Regions from separate parts of the Sus scrofa genome. Here regions 2 and 3 are each linked to region 1. A link is a contact called in public targeted proximity ligation data. All regions are on one chromosome and are shown on one strand. The core of a region is the stretch at or near the end of the contact, and the rest is flanking DNA. Distances in the headings are between cores, read along the strand shown. Region 1 overlaps NSMCE2 (E3 SUMO-protein ligase NSE2). Region 2 has its middle 58 kb from the start of TRIB1. Region 3 has its middle 14 kb from the start of TRIB1.

Evidence for each region.
Region 2: a contact with region 1 is called in a targeted proximity ligation map of alveolar macrophages. A contact is called at or near these places in 1 of 47 Hi-C or Micro-C datasets (skeletal muscle) and 2 of 2 datasets of targeted methods (alveolar macrophages and skeletal muscle).
Region 3: a targeted proximity ligation map of alveolar macrophages shows a contact between it and region 1. A contact is called at or near these places in 4 of 47 Hi-C or Micro-C datasets (omental adipose tissue, retroperitoneal adipose tissue, skeletal muscle and 1 more) and 2 of 2 datasets of targeted methods (alveolar macrophages and skeletal muscle).

What each region holds. Positions count from the first base shown.
Region 1 is chr4:14,488,802-14,491,678 of Sscrofa11.1, reverse strand. The region is part of intron 4 of NSMCE2 (E3 SUMO-protein ligase NSE2); the gene reads left to right. Among named protein-coding and RNA genes, the nearest start is that of WASHC5, 110 kb to the left of the region's middle.
Region 2 is chr4:14,238,587-14,241,463 of Sscrofa11.1, reverse strand. No RefSeq gene overlaps it. Among named protein-coding and RNA genes, the nearest start is that of TRIB1, 58 kb to the left of the region's middle.
Region 3 is chr4:14,311,108-14,313,984 of Sscrofa11.1, reverse strand. No RefSeq gene overlaps it. Among named protein-coding and RNA genes, the nearest start is that of TRIB1, 14 kb to the right of the region's middle.

The DNA of each region.
Region 1 (2,877 bases), core at 164-2,663:
TAGTTAATCACTGTATATGACTGTAGCATAGATTCTGTAGGTAATGCTGAGGATTCTGACAGCTGTAAACAGACCATTTAGGGAAAAGCCCTAGCATCCATCTCATAGTCACTGTGCTATTCAAGTGTAAGAATTCCATGTGCATTTGGAATAAAAATAGCATATTCTGAAAAACTGAAATTTTTTTTTTTTTAGATCAGTCGGTTATTAGCCATGCATCTCTCACCACCAATATATTTTTTTTCTAGTATAGTTGATTTACATTGTTGTGTTAGTTTCAGGTATATAGCAAAGTGATTGAGTTATATGTGTGTGTGTGTGTGTGTGTGTGTATACACATATAAATACATGTTTTCTAGATTCTTTTCCATTATAGGCTATTACAAGATACTGAATATAGTTCCCTGTGCTATACAGTAAGTCCTTGTTTGTTTTATATATAATAGTATGTATCTGTTAATCCCCAAATCCTGGTTTATCCCTCTCCCACCCCCTTTCCCCTTTGGTAGCCATAAGTTTGTTTTCTATGTCTGTGAGTCTGTTTCTGTTTTGTAAATAAGTTTATTTGTATCTTTTTTTAGAGTCTACATATAAGTGATATCATATGATATTCGGCTTTGACTTACTTTACTTAGTGTGATAATCTTTAGGTCCATCCATGTTGCTGCAAATAGCACTATTTCATTCTTTTTTGTGGCTGAACTGTATTCTCTTGTATATGTACACCCCACTTTTGTCATCCATTCATCTATAAATGGACACTTAGGTTGCTTCCATGTCTTGGCTTGTAAATTGTGCTGCTGTGAACATTGGGGTGCATGTATCTTTTCAAATTAGAACAGGCATTATTTTTTAAACACCTGTTGAGTGTTCACATTACCAGGCTAACTGTTCACTATACTTGATACTGTGCAATGATTCTATTTGGTATCTATAGCCCACATTTCCTGCTGTTTTTGCTAGATACTTTTTAAAGCACTTTACTTCCCTGTGGCCGCACTATCAGAGAAACATGGGTCGTTGTGACTCTTAACACAGAGCCACATAAAATCCGTGAACAACAGTCCACTAGAGTTTCACGGCACAAACTTTTAAATGAATCATTAATAGTATCCTCTCTATGTCGTTGCTCTTTGGGGTCTGGAGGGGCGGATAGACAGAAGGAGTTGAAAGAATAGCCTAAGATGCATTTCGTGTTTGCAGTGTTCCAAAGCCTGGATATAAATAATAGATGAGCATTTCTACTTAACTTATCTGGCTAGATTCCTGTGCCTAATGGCTGCATATATACCATAAACAGTGTGAAGAAGCAGCCATGGAAACACTTGTTTTCTTGTTGGGCTAAATTTACTCTGGGTTGAATATTAACACAGTGCCTGGCAGTACTTTAAAAGCAAAAATAGCTTAAGCGTGACTCACTCTGAGTCATTTACTGCTAGTGTGGCTATACTGCCTAGAGCTTGACATTGAACAAGTTGGCAGCCTGTATTGCTACATTTTTTCTAGGAACTCTGAACACATTTCATTCTTGTGAATTCGCTTGTGCAAGATATTAAATAGAGTAATATGTTTATTTTGTTTCAAAGTCAAATGAATTTGAGAATGGTGAAACTAAAGTATTTTTCTTGGGCTTTCTGGAAAAGCCAGATTCTCAGAATTCTGCTGTGGTTAAAAGACTTTATTTTATAAAGAATTAATAAAATGTCATGGAGCTTATGTTTTTAGATGCCTACATTTTTCTGATTGAAAACCTCAGATTGCCCTGAAAATCATCACAAAAAGCAAGCCTAGGTCGTACCACCATGTAGATTCATTAATTTTCTGACATTACCTGAGTTAGATGGATTGTGTCATTCAGGACACTCTTTCTTTTACTTTTCCTTACTTCTTCTTTAAAAAAAAAAAAAAAAAAAAAAAAAACCAACAAAAAACCACGATGAGGCATGCAGTGAAGCCTGCCTTATAGTTTAGTCGGGTATGTGACTGTAAACTTCTCTCTTGGTATTAAAGGTTATATAATGGGAAGTTCATTGGTTTTTGAAAGGCGGACCAAACCCACCCACGGGATTTCTATTGGCCCTTTAAATGTATTGCGTGCCTTTCCCTGGGCAACCCGCGTGGTTGAGGAAGGAGGGAGTTGCTGGTTGGCTGACTGCGGGAAAGCCTCTGAAGGTTCAGTTGCTCTCATGTGGGCTCGGGTCAGGAACGGCTGGGAATCTAAAACGATATCGATGAAGATGGTTTTCCCTTGATGTTGCAATCTTTACCATGTTTTTGTGTTTAGTTTCTGGAGTTGCCTAACAGTATAATTTCAATCAAGGCTTAGTTTCAGCTCTTTTATTATAAACTGTGGGGAACAGGATTTTTTTTTTTTTCTCCTCCTTAAAGGCGCTATCATTTTGCCTCAGGAGTTCTATGATTTGTATAGAAAGACAGCCTGAAACCAAAATGAGCCTAAGCTAATGCTAGATGTTGTTTTGAAATTGTTTTACCATAAAATTCTTGCATTAGGAGATGTAACTCAGGCAGAGAATTTCAACATAGTTGCATAAATTGTGTTTCATATTACAACTTGTTCTCTACTTGACTTCATTGAAATTAATAAAAGGACTCTTTCAGAAGGATCTGGTGAGTTAGCATCATTGTTTAAAAAAAAAAAAAAAGGAAAGAACTTACTCATAATGTATCCTGTGTTGCTAAGTTTTCAAAGCTAGCTATCTCAGCCACACCCAGAAAGCCCTTTCAGAGGACTGAAATCCACTTACTCATTTATGCTGGCTTAGAATTTTCTTCCCAGTAAAGGAAAAAAAGTAAAAGAGCTGAGATCGAGCTGAAATTTCCCTGAGATATATGATGATTTCATGAAAAACTAACATT
Region 2 (2,877 bases), core at 99-2,598, 250 kb after region 1:
GGCTTGGATCCCCCATTGCTGTGGCTGTGGTGTAGACCAGCAGCTGTAGCTCTGATTACATGTGCTGTGGGTGTGGCCCTAAAAAGCAAAATAAAGAAAGAAAGAAAGGACACAATGAACTTCAAAACAAAACAAAACAAGAAGTCTGGAGGCAGGCAGGTCCGACTCAACAGTGTCATCCAGATCCAGGCTTTTTTTTTAATCTTTGTGCTCTGCCATCTTGGTGTGTTGACTTTCAGCCTTCTGGTTGCGAGATGGGCATCGTGCCCATCGGCCAGGCAGGAGGAAGCAGCAGGAGATGACACCAGCTGGGGCTGTTTACTTTTTATTGGGAAAGTCATAAACTTTCCCAGATGCCTCCCTGCTGCCCAGCACATTTCTGCTTATAGTTCACCCGTCACAATGGTGCCATCTGGTAACCCCTTAATTGCAAGGGAGATAGGGCAGTTGAATATTTGGTTTTCCCACCTTTCTGCCAAAGGAGGACCTGGGCAAAGGAGGTGGGGGTGAATCCACCAGACTCTAGGGCTGCCCCAAATGAGAGACTGAAGTGCACGTGGGTGGGTTGCAGGGTCGGTGAGAAGGTCGTTGGGAAGCTGGTCCAGCAGAAAGGACACGGCCATTTGATTCAAGCAGCATGCGGTCTGGCTCTGCAGGCCATGCCGTTCTTGGCAAGCTGCTTACTTCCCTAAGCTTCGGTTTTCATGTGTGTCCGCTGCTTCCTTGAGGGACACATGCACTGCTGGGTGAAAACGCCCAGCCCAGGACCCATGGCTTAGTCGGTGCCCAGCCAAGGGGATTTTTGTTATTACTGTGAATGCGTGTGGGGAGCCAGGCGGGGAGGGATGTTCAGAGTCTGCTCTCCCAGCCCTGTCTGATCCCAAACTTGCTCTAGTATAACCTTCACGTCTCAGGTCCCTCCGTCTTGGCAGAGCTTCTCAAAAGAGCTTGTGGGGAAGAGGGTGGCATGCAGCCCCTCCAGGGAGAGGTCCATGGAGGAGGCAGCCAGAAGGATGGGGGTGTGGGAGTAGGGGGCTGGACAGACCCTTCCTTAAGGAGTGGGTGTGAGGCAGGATGTCTAGCACTTTCCTCTTGCTTCCAGCCAAGAACCCTAGAAGGTGAATGTTATCAGCTTCGTTCTCCACACCAGGAGGCTGAGGCTCAGAGAGGGGAAGTGCGGTGTCCGGGATGCTCCAGTGTTGGGCTGTATGTGGGGCATCCTGCGGGGTGGAGGTGAGGTGGGATTCAGCCGGGGCTGAGGCCTCCTGGTGTGGGTGGGTGTGGGAGCCTCTGAGTGTGAGAAGGCGGCCTCCCAGCTTCCCAGCAGCAGGACAGGAAGAGACTGAAGGGCACTGCGGTGATGAAACCTTTGTGACTCATTTCTACCTGGCTCACTGGCTTTTCCACCTGAGCGCCCTGGAGGCCAAGCAGCTCTGCCAATGGGGGAGGGGGAGGGGCTCATACTGACTTTCTAAGGCCTCCCCTCCGACTGTGCTGGTAGCTTTGGGGGCTTTTGTCCTTGGGCCTTTGCCTGTGTCCTTCCAGCTCTCAGCTAGCCTTCCCTTCTGCCCACTGATGACTGCTTTCACATATGTGGCCCAAATCTTGCCTCCTCCAGGAAGCCTTCTCTGATTGCCCCCACCCATCACACACACCTGCTGCCCAACAGCATTGAAAAGGCACTTACCTTCCGCAGGTGGGTCTAGCTTCACCTAATATGAAAGTACAGATGCTCAGAGCCGATAAATTAGGGGGCATATCTTCATTTTACAAAAGATCCAGTACTTCCCTTTGTCAAATATTAATCACACATTAGAAAATGATTTGATGTGAAGCCCCCACCATGGTGCAGTAGGTTAAGGATCCTACCACCACAGTGGCTCAGGTTGCTGTGGGTTTGATCCCTAGTCCAGCATTGTGCATCAATGGATCCTGCATTGCCACAGCTGTGGCATAAGTATGGCCATAAAATTAAAAAAGAAGAAAAAGAAAATGAGATGATGTGTGGGAAATTAGATTTATGCCCAGACCACTGTTAAGGCCTACAAGGAAGGGCATTTGTGTTCAGATTCAATCATTTACAAGTTTTATTTTATTTTTTATTTTGTATTTTTTTTGCCATTTCTAGGGCTGCTCCGCGGCATATGGAGGTTCCCAGGCTAGGGGTTGAATCGGAGCTGTAGCCACCGGCCTACACCAGAGCCACAGCAACGTGGGATCCGAGCCGCGTATGCAACCTACACCACAGCTCATGGCAATGCCAGATCCTTAACCCACTGAGCAAGGCCAGGGGTCGAACCCACAACCTCATGGTTCCTAGTCAGATTCATTAACCACTGAGCCTTGATGGGAACTCCATCACATGTTTTATTTTTTAAAAAACCAGTTGAATTCACGTCCCCTCACCCTTGCTTCTTTTGATAGGAAAAACAACATAAAAATAACACTGTAAAGAATTCCTTTTTTGGAAAAAAGAGAAAAAAACCTTTCCACTCGTAAACCCTTTTATTTTTGAACCTTCCAGACCCCGTTCACATGCATGGCGACTTAAATAGCTGCCACCTTGGAACTTTTACTTGCCTGCTGGGCTGTGAGCTTCCTGAAAGGAAGCAGAGCCCGTTTACCTGGCAGCCAGTAGAGTGCAGGCTGGCGGCAGACACTGGATATAAAAATTATTGTTACTGTCTCTTCGAGCCTGGTTGAGTCAGAATTTGAGGTCACTGCCCTCATTTGGCAAGTTGGGGCAGCCCCCTCCCTCATTTGATCCTCGGGACAATCTTGCAGGGTAGGTATTATTCCCTTCATTTTACAGAAAAGGGAAGCAAGCGACCTGCCCTCTGTTACAGAATTACAAAGTGGCCGAGCTGGGATTTGAAC
Region 3 (2,877 bases), core at 230-2,729, 180 kb after region 1:
CCACCTATGCTGCAGCTTGTGGCAACACCAGATCCTTAACCCACCGAGTTAAGGATCCCGCATCCTCATGGACGATATGTTGGGTTCTTAACCTACTCAGCCACAAGGGAAACTCTGGAGATAGTTTCTTATTGCTGCTGTAATAATTTATTGCAAATGTAAGTGACTTCATACAAATTTATTATCTTACAGTTCTGGATATCCAAAGTTGAAAATGGATCTTACTGGGGTAAAATCAAGGTGTTGGCACAATTTATTCTTTCTGGAAGTTTCAAGGAAGAATCCATCCCTTGCATTTTCCAGCTTATAGAGGACACCCACATTCCTTGGGTTGTGGTCCCCTTCCAGCAATGGCATCACTCTGACCTCTGCTTCTGTCACCACATCTCCAGTAGCCAGCATCAAATTCCAGCTATGTGAATTAGGCTCTCTCAGGTGATATAGCCCCACTGAGCCAGCAACTGACTGCTGTCACATGAATGAGCCCAGCAGCCCAGGTGAACTGCTGGCTGATCCCAGCCCAAACTCTGACCCTCAGAATCATAAGTTAATAAATGATTGTTGTTTTGAGCCACTAAGTTTTATAGTGGTATTTTATGCAACAATAAATACCTGATACTGGAATATTTGACACTAGTGGTACCACTATTTTGTGCCCTTCTCTCCTTTTTCAATCTTGAGAGTAGATGCGACATCTGGTGCTTCAGCAGCCATCTTGCAACTTGAGGTTGCAAGAAACTCATAGTAGGTATGGCTTTGACATCACTGCTGCCAAAATGACAACAGTCCTTGTTCAGTTTTGAATTTCTTTCATGTGAGAAAAAAAAAAAACAACCAAAACTCTATTTATGTAATACTATAATTCCAGCTACTTGCAAACTAAAGAACATCTAACTAATACATGGCAAGTTGCCAGACCTCTGAGGCAGCTGAGAAATGGTCAGGAATAGCCAAGAATTAGGAAGACAGAAATGATGTTTGATGGCAGAAATTTGAGGCCTGGGTCCTGTTTTCCTCTTTGGAACCTTGACCTGCCATTAGCATAAACAGCCGGAGAATCTTTTCAGTGGAGAAAGCTTGGAAAGGACCTGGATGAGAAATGTCTGGAAGGCACTTGGGTTGAGCCTCACTGATAAGACTCAGAACACTTGTCCCATGGCTGTGTATTCTGTGAAAAGAAATGACTCAGGGCAGTTATGAAACTCTGAGGCCCATGTGTATTTACATTTTGACTCTTTCGCTACTCTGGCCAGGAAGATTTTCAGCTTGAGATGGTTCTTCCAAGGGAATTGATGCTGGGAATGTGGAGTGGCTGGACAAGGGCAGCTCTGGACACAGGCAAGAGTCGAGGGAGCACACAGGTGAAGACCAGATAGCTGTTTCAAGAGGAAATATCCCAAAGCAGACCCAGGGCCCGCGCAGATTCCCATCTTCTGCTTCTTCCTCCTTTCTAGAAGGTTCCAATTCCATCTGTGGGGAACCCCCCTGCACTTCCTTCCCAAAACACCACACACACACACACACACACACACACACACACACACACACACACACGGACATGGAATGTGCTGTTTCCTTTCATCTCCAAAAGCTCTCTTCTTCATTTTGCAGATAACAATAATAGTTAACAGTTATTGACTGCTTGCTATAACCCAGGCCTGTGCTAAGAGCCTTACTGGCATTAGCTAAGCAAATCCTCACAGCAGGCCTGTAGGTGGGTTTAAAAATGCTCATTTGGAGTTCCTGTCGTGGCTCAGCGGTAACAAACCCGACTAGTATCCATGAGGAGGCAATTTTGATGTGTTGTCATGAGCTGTGGTGTCGGTTGAAGAAGCAGCTCAGATCTGACTTGACTGTGGCTGTGGTGTGGACTGGCAGCTACAGCTCTGATTCGACCCCTAGCCTGGGAATTTCCATATGCAGCAGGTGCGGCCCTAAAAAAAAAAAGAAAGAAAAACCTCACTTGACTGGCAAGGAAACGAACACAGAGAGGTTATGTGACTTGTCCAAGGTCGTGCAGGCTATGAGTGTAGCCAGGATTAAAGTCCAGGCCTTATGACTCCAGAGCTCAAACCCTTAACCACAACCCTCTCACACCCGCAGAGGAGGAAAGTAAGGCTCAGAGAGGTTAAGGGACCAGGCTGATGATGCAGAGGCAAGATTTGGCTACAGGTTCCTGTACTCCTCTGCCTGCCTCGGAACTCTCCTCAGCATCATCAGTCACCAGGGAGCTCTAGACCTGGAGCTGGGGGTCAGATTTCAGCCTTCTCCCCTTTCCTCATCTGCTGACCTTGGGCTGTAAATGGAGCCTTGGCTTTGCCCCCTCCCATCTGAGCAGACTTAGTTGATCAAATGCCATTAGGGGTGTGGAAGAGTTGGATCAACTCTAGGGTTGTTGGTGGTGTTCTGGTTGTTTTTTTCTAATGCCCCAGCCTTGGGGTAACTGTATTTCTGGACTAGCATTTGACCTGCAGTGCCTTGTTCTGGCAGCTGGCTGAGTTTGGGGTTTCCTGCTTCTGCTCAAAATTACCACCCTCCATAAAATGCTCAGGGATGCAAGCGTTTTGCAATCAGTTATTGCATCAGGAAAACTCTCTGAATAGCGCCATTCTACCCTCTTCCCCGCCCAGGTGCTGGCTCAGCCAACTGGAGGTTGGGCACAGGGTGGGGGGGCGGGGAAGGAAAGAGAAGGATAGGTATTTTCTTTCCCACCATCCAGACAGTGCCTGTGGCAGGACCAGCTGGACCTTGGATCTAGCCCAGACACCCCCAGGAAAGGGCTGGTCCTCTGGGGGGAAATGAAGAGGATTAGGATGCCAACACCAGACTGGGGAGTGGGCGGGGGGCATGGATGGGCTGGGCTGCTCCATCTTACCC